Linked DNA regions of Gossypium hirsutum: region 1 is linked to region 2. Evidence: chromatin contacts called from public Hi-C data. All regions are on one chromosome and are shown on one strand. Each heading gives the region's core, a stretch centred on a gene start, on an enhancer-like site or on the middle of the called end of the contact. The rest is flanking DNA. Distances are from core to core; before and after follow the strand shown.

Region 1 (4,835 bases), core at 646-3,145, 57 kb after region 2:
GACATTGAAAACTAATGATAATTAAAACAATATGTTAAAAGTCACTTCGGATATAATGTGACCTAAAAAGAAAATTCAGTTATTGAGCCGACTTACAACATTAAAATAAATAAATTAAAAGATTTTTTATTCAAATAAAAAATTTATCTTAAATAAATAATTCAACAACTTTATAGTTGAATATTTTTATGAAATATTATCAATATTTGTAATAAACTAATCAAATTTATTAATAAGGAAAATCTTATTATTTAAAATTATTCATTTTAAAAAATTTTCAAATATAACTTTTTAAATTATACAATTGCCTTAATTATGATTTAAATATGTTATATATACTTTAATTTCTTTTATTAACGATTATTTATATTAATTAAATATTAAATAATGCGGATATTCACTTACAACACACGTGATTGGAAATTTAGTATTAAAAATATGTATGATAGGTAAAGAATTATTTGGTAATTAAAAATTATAATAAATATATTTTTAATTAAAATGATAAAAAAATCTAAATATCATATATAATATTTTATTCTTTTATTTTATAAATTTGATATTTTTAAGTTTGAATATCATAAGTTTTTTTTTAGTAGGTTTGTAATTTTGATAAATAGAAGAGAATTAAATTAATACTTATGTAGTAGTACTCATATAGTGTGAAAAGGACAAAAAAATCCTTGTTTACGAGGAGACAAAATAGTTATTGAAAAATTAAAAAGTTTGGACTTACTAAGAGGAAAAAATATATTTGGAAGAGATTAAAAAAAAAAGTGGGTCAATTGCAAAAGTTTGTGAAAATTGAACGATTGTGGTTTTTTTTTATATAAATTTCAAAATTATATATGAATTTTGATTTATTGTGTAAATATATAAATTTTGATTTTGTATAATTTTATGTGTGTTTAGTTCAATTTGCATAAACAAGTAACATCATTATTGATATAACATCATTTTATATTAACATATTATATTGCGTACATAAATAATTATACTTATCAAATATAAAAATAATTTGATGTATTTATTTCTTTTAAATATATACAATTAAATCAAAATAAAAAAAATTATTCATAAATTTGAACCAAAATCAAAGTTTAATGTTTATAACCACACAAAATCAAATTTCATATGTTAAATTCACACTAAATAATAGTTCATGACTAATTTTAATATTTATCTTTTTTTAAAGAATTTCCGTATCTTATTTGCATTTAGTTACATTATTATCTAAAAATAATTATTTGTTTGATATTTCTTTTAAATTGAGTTGATATCAAACCTAATCATTGGTTGGATCGAGTAGGTGTAGAATTTAGACCCCTAAAATTCTAATCAAGCCCAAGTCAAATTAAAAATATTAAACTCGAACCTAATCTCCCCGCTCGTATTAAAATTTTTATATTATTTTTATATAAAAACGAATTTAAAAAATATAATACATAAAAGAATAAATCAAAACTCGGTTTGCATCCTTCGTTATAGACTGGGGTTTTCTTATAAACATACCTTAATTTTATTGAAGCTGAATTTATTAGCATTTAAAGTTAATTTCCATGAGCTTCTTGTTTAATCATTTTACAATACAAAGTTACGAATATCATTTCTATATATTTTGCTGACTCTATTTATTTCAATTTCTCTTCCTCGAAAAAATGGATTAACTTCTTCAAATTTACTTTCCTTGGATCCATAAGATAGAAACCTGCAGATGTTAGTTTCAAAAGGTAGGCAACAAAGGAAAAAGAAATATATCAGCATGTAATTCGAGTTGGGCTGAGTTCAAACCAAAAAATCCTATTCAAGTTCTGGCATATTTAGAAAATAAGTCTTATATTTGTTCAAATTTATTTTTACTTAAATTTATTCAAGTGAATTTTCAAACTTAAGCGAAATGGCCGACCATTGGTCAGATGTAGTTGATATTCATTTAACTTTTGTGACGAATTTCACCAGGAAAACATGTCTTCAGACTTCAAGAGGAAGTTGTATGGCACACTATATTTCGGTTATATTATAGCAGACGAGAAGCGGAGAGGTTTAGAATTTAACGTAAACGACAACAGGCGAAAAACACGTCAAGAGACAAATCAGAAGTCAGCAGCAACAAGTTGATTGACGCCCTTAACCAGCACCATTTGGATGCACTCAATTAGGTGATCATCACATGTGGCTCCTCGGTTTACACGTCAGCTTCCTTTGTTACATCGATATCCGTTATTATGTTTGTCCCTGCTATTCCGGATGAGCAACGAGTGGCCCTAAACACCTCACTCACAATAACCCCCCTTCACTCCCCACGGATCAAATCGAGTTCATCAAACTCTTAAACCCTGCGTAAACCCCTGTTTTGGCCAAACATTTATATTTTCTTTGTGTTTCAATTCAAGATGGCTACTTTGTCTAGGTTTGTTGTCAAAGATTGCAATTTTCATAAACATCATGCCGTGTGCAGAACATCATCGTCTTTGGTTCCTTCCAGAACGCTACGGAGAGCTCATCTGGGTATTGTCTTTGATGATTGCTTTCTGGGTTGTCTTTAGTTGCTTGTTTATCACATCTTTTTATATGAATCTGCAGATGTTAGAGCTGGCATTTCTTTGCCTGAGAATGGAAAAGGTTTTGCAATTCAACGTAAGCCAAGTGGTCCCCTTGTTTCTCTTGCAGCTCCTGCCTCGATAACTCCTGCTTCAAGGTGGTTTCCAAGTCGGGAGAGTGCATGTTTCAGTGTTATATTCATTAATAAAAACTTGGGACCTGCAAGCCAATGACGCAAAGCTAGCTGATTTAATAATTATAAATTATGGGAGTGATTTATATATGTATATATAGAAAAAGAGGTTTAGTGCTAAGTGCCATTTTATGCCTTTTGGCAACGAAGGAAGTAAGACTAGTAAAAATAGGTTGCCTTCAAGATCCTTGCAAGGTGGCTAGCTTGTTTTCGTTAGCCCTTCCTATTATCTTCTTCTTTTTTTTAATCTGAAAAACCCAAGAAAGAAATAAAAAGATTTCAATTTTTTTTGCTTTTTTTCGAAAAGGGAGGTTTTTGAACCATACGGCCGCAGTTGACAGTTGCTCCACCGCCGGAGGCTGGAGAATTCTCCGACGGCGGAGCTTGGCCGGAAAAACAACTGAGTAGAGACTGCTGAGGGACGAAACAGAAAGGAGAAAATAGAAAAAAATATATTTTCTGAAAATGATAGGAAAAATGAAATGAAATCAGTTTAGACAACCAACTTAGCTGCATGATTTGATTTTTAGGATTTTGCTTAGGTCCTTGTACCCTAGGCGACGTTATCAAAGTTAGCTTCCAATTTGTGCACTCCTTTTTTAGCACTTAAGAATGATCGAATCTCTATATCCAGGGGTCCCCAAGTTATCTGCAATGCTGCTGCCAATGTATCCGGAGATATTCCTACACCAAGTGGGATGAGCAAGTATGAGAGAATAATTGAAACTTTGACAACTCTTTTCCCTGTGTGGGTGCGTGTTTTATTCTGTTAGTGTGTCTGACAAAACTCTACCTGATTTTTCATCTTTAGCTTTACATTATAACTTTAATTTACTGAACAGGTTATTTTGGGAACTATTATCGGCATATACAAGCCAGCTGCGGTAATATTCAATTCTCTGCTTCTTTTAGTGAATGATTATTCAAATGTTGCTTAGCTACCTAACCATTTATTCCCTCTTGAAGGTAACATGGTTGGAGACAGATCTTTTCACTGTTGGACTAGGTTTCCTCATGCTTTCAATGGGTTTGACATTAACTTTTGAGGATTTCAGACGCTGTCTACGGAACCCATGGACTGTAAGGCAACGTATTCACATATGATTTTAGTTAGTAGACTGCTTATAGAACAGAACTGATCCTATTTTAGTGTCAAATGGTTAAGAGTATTAATTTTCAATTTTGCAGGTAGGTGTAGGATTTCTTGCTCAGTACCTAATCAAGCCTTTTCTAGGATTTGTCATTGCAATGGTAATTCGAAATTTTCTTTTGTGTCAATACCTTATTTTAGGCTAGTTTAATACTATTTGATTTGCTTAATAGAATACTGTTGAAAACTTTTATTCAATTCATATACTGAGAAATCATCTGATAAAGAGGTTGGTTGAAGACTGCAGAAATAAGATATACGGTATCCAAATTTGGGTTTTCAAATGAAAGCCAATGTAATGTAGATTGCATTATGTGTAAAGTGATTTCTCAGCTCTATAATGCTGTCTAGTAGGCTTCCATGAATGCTGAACAACATCTATGTGATTTTCAGACTTTGAAACTGTCTGCTCCACTTGCAACTGGTCTTATCTTGGTCTCATGTTGCCCTGGCGGTCAGGCATCAAATGTTGCAACCTATATATCTAAGGGGAATGTAGCACTTTCCGTTCTCATGACTACGTAAGATCAATGCTTTTGTTGGATAGAGTAGCCTTGGGATCTTTTACTTGCATTTGATTTGATATCCTGGAAGTTCAACCTTGCCTGAAAATACTTCTTTCGGAGCTATCTCTTAAAGTCCTTAGAGGAAGATGTAAAAACTACCTTATCAGTTCTGACCATGGAAGTCTTTGGCAGATGTTCTACAAAAACTCATTTGTCTGTAGGATTGTTTATTCATTTACGTTTCCAAGGTAGAGGAAGTAAAACTGGCACCAAACTCGCTAGAGTTCTTTGTTTCAGTGTTTGTTTCACAAATCCACTTAGACATTTCACTCTTCACAGTTTACTGAGGCTGGACAACATGCTTAAGGGAAAGGAAAAAACAAATACCTGTAACATGTTGATAATTCAGGATTTATGCATATCATGCTAATGAAAGTATAAGATT
Region 2 (5,176 bases), core at 1,178-3,677:
TCCGATCACACCTCATTAAAGATCGGTGGCGACTCCAATTTTCATTTTTTAAAAAAAAAAGTTTCGACATGAGAATATGGGGAGAATTCCAGTAAGTCCTTTTGGTTTGAAATTGGGTTCTTAATTTACTCTCCTTTCATCCATTCCTATTAATGGACAACAAACCTTGTTCTTTCCTCTTCCTTTCGTCACATTTTATTCATTTATGTAACATTACTTCCAACAACTTGTAAAAGTTTAAAGAAAGATGAAATGAAAAAATAAAAAAGAACAATATTGATAAATGAAACATGTATGCTAAAATTGGGCCAATGTACCTTTCAAGTCCCTCTTTGATAGGGATTGAATCAAATTAATCACTCTATTATTACATAGATTAATTTAATCCATGTATTATTAAAAAGAATCAAATAAAGTAGCATTTCAATAGAGCTAACATTTATGGTTTTAAAAATGACACTTATGTTTAATAGAGGTAAATATTGAACGATTTTTATGATTTTACACATGAAATGTTTTGTTTGGAATTGAATTGTAAATGAAAAATAACTTTCTTGTCATTTTTTAAATAGTAAATGTTTAGGTAAGTTCTAGTATGACATTATTTAATTCTTTTTAATAATAAAAAGATTAAATTAATCCAGTAATTAAATTCAGTTCATATAAAAAGAAGACTTCTCAATTACTCTCACCAAAATTTTTTTTAATGAAAATTAGAAGTTGTTGACTGTTAAAAATATTGGTGTTTAAAAATATCTATAGTTATTTTAACTTTAAATATGATTTTTAATTTAAAATAGTAAAAAGAAAAAAAACTAAAAATCTTTATAATTATATGTTGTTTTTATTTACTTTTCTTTATAAAATTTCACTAATTAAAATAATACCCAATTAATTACTAAACTTTGTCAATTTTTTTATATTAATATAGACTAAATATAAGTATATAACTTGAATTAATATATTTAGTATATGGGCAGTTAACAAAATAGTCACTCTGATTTCAATTTAGTCACTCAACTTTCGAAAATAACAAATCAGTTATTTTAACTATTTTTCATTACAGACGTAATGAAAAAGTGACGTGACATCCTACTGGTCAGTAGGACTAATTGCTGTTAATTGGGATGGACAGTAAAATTTCATATTAAACTAAAAGGATCTTTTAGTTTACTGGCCCATTTTAAAATTTTACTGGTCACATCAGCTAGTTAACTGGCCACGTCAGCGATCCCATTAAGCCTGTGAGGGAAAATGTTAATGAGTGACCGATTTGTCATTTTTCGATAATGTTAGTGACTGATTTATTATTTTTCGAAAGGTGAGTGACTGAATTGAAATCAGACTGACTGTTTTGTCAGCTACATCAAAGTTGAATTTACCCATAAAAAAATTAAAAGGGATTATTCATAAAATTAATGAAGTGTCACATCATAATTAATACTAGATATGATACGCTCAAGATGTGGGTGAAAATAGAATGATGTAACAAATATATTTATAAAAAATTAATATAAAAATAAATGAGACTTTGGTTGAAATGATAAAGATATTCAAAATTATAGCGTCCTAAGTTCAAATCTTATTATGTGTATATTCTTCTATTTTTAACGTAAAAGATGTAAAAAAAAATACTTTTAAAATAATATAATTTACTTTGTAAACAATGGTATTTTGTTATTATTCAACTAATTTGGTGTCTCTGATTGATTCATGACACCATTTCAATCAAGATTTTAATATATACTAGATTATAACATTTTATATTATTTGTTTTACAGATTAAAATATAGATTTTTGTTAAATGAAGAGACTTTAAAGGTTCCCCTGAAACGCAAGAAAATGTGGAAGCAATTGGTATGGTGTGAGATTTGAGAGTGTACGGTTGTAAACCAACCCAAGTATCCATAACCAGCAGTTTTACTAGCTTAGGCTAATTGAAATGCAATAGAAGAGGGTAAAGAGGCCCATGCCATTGCTGTGTTAGGTACATTACAATTTTATTCTAAATAGGGAAATTCTTTTAAATATCAAATTTTAATTGATTATTTTAAATCAAGGATGGTACCATTTTACTTGAATTCTGATTTCACCGATCAAAATTATTATTTTAATACATTTTAAAATTGTACTAAAATGACAAACATTTTAGTGTAGAATGGCGAAATTCGTGTAGCAGAGGTTGATTTCTTGTTTAGCCTGCTTCTCTGTAATAGCAGGAACCCAATATTAATTTGTTTAGGAGTCTAAAGAAAACCATAGTAGATTTTGGTGTAATAGCCCATTTAAGTGACTCTACTCAACCAAATGCAAACCCAACCATTCTTTATTCATATAAATTAAAAGCTACACTTTGTTTCATTTTATCAATTTGGGCTCATTTTATATTGCCGGGGTCGAATAAAAAAGAAGCTTCTCTGAAATGCGTTTGCCGGGAGTCGAACCGGGTCTATTGATTGGAAGGCAATTATCCTAACCGTTGGACTACAAACGCTTTATTAGTGTCTTTCAAGAGACAAATATTCATAAAGATTGCGTTTGCTTTGGGCTGCAATTATTGGATTGAAATGCAAGAAAATGAGCAAGCAATTGGTTGTGAACCAACTCAAGTATCCATATCAAGCAGTTTTACTAGCTTAGGCTAATTTAAATGCAAGAGATGAGGGGGAAAGCAGGGCCATGTGATTGCTGTCTTAGGTGGATTAGAATTGGATGACATTTTGGGTGGTTCTATAAACTTCAGTTCTAAGGATGCATAGCTAGTTTGAATAGGACACTTGTCTTGACATAGAAATCGATCATATCTAGTAATGTGCAATGTGTGATAAAGAAACATAAGATTTCAGTATGTTCATCTATCATGCAACATTAACTGCAGCTGCCAATTGCAAAAGGATATCATATTACGGAATACTCAATTGGTTGCTTAAGTGGATGCTGGACAAAGTGATAAAAGCCTTGGATTGTGATACTGTTTGAGAGAATATGCCACCAAATGTAACATTACTTTCTCATCGCTTATTTCTATATGTATTTAGCAATGCCAAAACTTATTACAACTACAAAAAAACTTATCCTTGCATCAAGTTCTATCCCAAAATGTCTTTCACAATACAAAATTTGTTTTTAATTATATAAATTACCAAATATAGTTATTTTATTAATGAATTAATTTAATCGTTTTAATAACTACAAATTTTGTTACAAAACATTTAACACAAGCCAAAACCATTACGTAACAACAAGTATTGGTTGAAAACCAATCGAAACGTTATAATTTAAACATCAAATCCTTTAATTGTTTGTGTATTAAATTATGCAACTACTAAATATTATTGCTTAAAATTTATTTTAATAATCATAAAATATGGTTTTCAAATATTTTATATAACAATAATACAATGATTGTGTCCAAGTGTAATAATTTCATCATATTTGATGAATTAATAAAATGATAAAATTGATTCTTTGTAGAAATATACAAATATCAATGCCGATATGTCCTCAATTGTTACATGTATAAGAAAATATGATTAATTAATTACCTACGATAAACTAATAAGAAGTTGCATCACAAATATTATTTTGAATTTTGGAAGAAAATTTTCATAGTTCAAGGGGTTACGAGGAGCAAGTAACTTATGCGAAAACTATTATATTGTTTAAAATCCCCACAAGGAGATAGTTGTGTTGGCTACTGAAGTGAGCTAAGTAAATATATAGATGTGTTAGTCCGGCCTGAAAGGACATTAAACTAAACCAAAGATAAATTAATCTTAAATCCATATATAGATTAATTCTCTTAAGACATTCATTATGTGCTTACTTTAATCTTGAGCAAGTGAATAAACTATATATGAATAACTTGTATACTTTAATGTATTAATAATCAATGCGCCTCGAAGTAGAAAGAAAAAAATTGGAGCTACTTATGTTCCAAAAAGTAATCAAACTTGATGAATGAATAACATAAAAAAAGATCTAGAGTGCGATAACACATATGACAAATATATCATTAGATGGAGCTAATAATGATCAAAAACAACTTAACAATTTAGATGTATTTTGAGATTATAAGTAATATTAACTTCTTGTTATAAGAAAGATTGTTGAATCAATCTTTTACTTTTAATGTGATTTAATTACACCCAATCTATGATGCCGCTGAGGTTGGTGAGAAATAAACGAGTGATGGTTGTCTATTTAAAGGAAACTTGAAAGTTAAAAGTCATCTTGGCTGATCCAACCAACAACAAGATGGAGTTTTGGGATCTAAGTTGTTCGATTGGAGATGATTATGGTTGGAACTTGGAATGCCATACAAGTTAAATGGTTAGCCACTTCCATATTCTAAGACTAGCTTTTAATTTGCCCTTATGACTTATATTTTCCCTTTCCAGGACTACTTTCTACTGCAAATGTGGGCAAATGTAGGACTTAGAAGGCAAGAAACTGCTTGGCTTGAGCTTTAAGATAATCATTAAATATACATTATATCAGCTATTTTCACCTTTTGGGTGATGAGCAACGAGGACTCAGTATATTAAAGTGAAGACAGTTCGGCAGTATCTTTCTTAGCGCACTAAGAACACTCATATTGAATTGATTATCATTGGAGTGAGACTGAGACCAAGACCTGTCGACTTAACCACCTTAAAACACATAAAGTGTCATCATGAATGAAGCAAAGTTTAGGTGAACTGTATTTAGGTCAACTGGATATTCATCATGGTAACATAAAGCTAGCCATGGCCTGTAAAATATTAGGTGAGATCTAGTGGAATAAATTACTCTCTATCGGTTAAAACTCCATTAATGGGACGACTTTGAGAACACAGGGCAGGGACCTCAAAGTAATTTATGCAAGCTGCCAATGGCCGAAGGGGTTAAGGCTCCTTTCTTTCTAATGATTTTGTAGGTATCGAAATTCAATTTATTTTCTTGTGTACGGTTGTGGCTCTAAAATATCATTATTATCTTAATCATGTTGTTTTCCATTGATCCTTCAAACCTATTTAAAACTTAAAAACACTCATGAGTGATGACCCACATGACAGGGTCAGGGTATTAAAAAATTTTCCAGTTTGGCTTGAAATGAAATAAAGAAAGCAGCCTGGTTTAGGGTCGAAATTAGAAGACTAAACAGAGGTTAGGTCAAACGTTAAAACCAGATTAA

The links. A called contact is a pair of places that touch in the nucleus more often than the background predicts.
Region 1: a Hi-C map of leaf shows a contact between it and region 2, with 2.2 times the contacts expected there. The contact joins the promoter of LOC107901202 here to the enhancer-like site in region 2. A contact is called at or near these places in 8 of 34 Hi-C or Micro-C datasets (hypocotyl, leaf, petal and 1 more).

The regions. Positions count from the first base shown.
Region 1 is chrD06:9,625,847-9,630,681 of Gossypium_hirsutum_v2.1, forward strand. LOC107901202 (sodium/pyruvate cotransporter BASS2, chloroplastic) reads left to right here and starts at 1,896. Exons shown (of 13, transcript XM_016827100.2): 1 at 1,896-2,508; 2 at 2,584-2,698; 3 at 3,369-3,486; 4 at 3,577-3,618; 5 at 3,701-3,814; 6 at 3,923-3,985; 7 at 4,278-4,405. The coding sequence starts at 2,394.
Region 2 is chrD06:9,568,789-9,573,964 of Gossypium_hirsutum_v2.1, forward strand. No RefSeq gene overlaps it. Among protein-coding and RNA genes, the nearest start is that of LOC107901199, 3.9 kb to the left of the region's middle. Within about 2 kb of position 2,428, at least 3 of the 9 cell types and tissues checked have an H3K27ac peak or open chromatin away from gene starts, as enhancers often do. A contact at or near this core is called in hypocotyl and leaf, where this site is marked.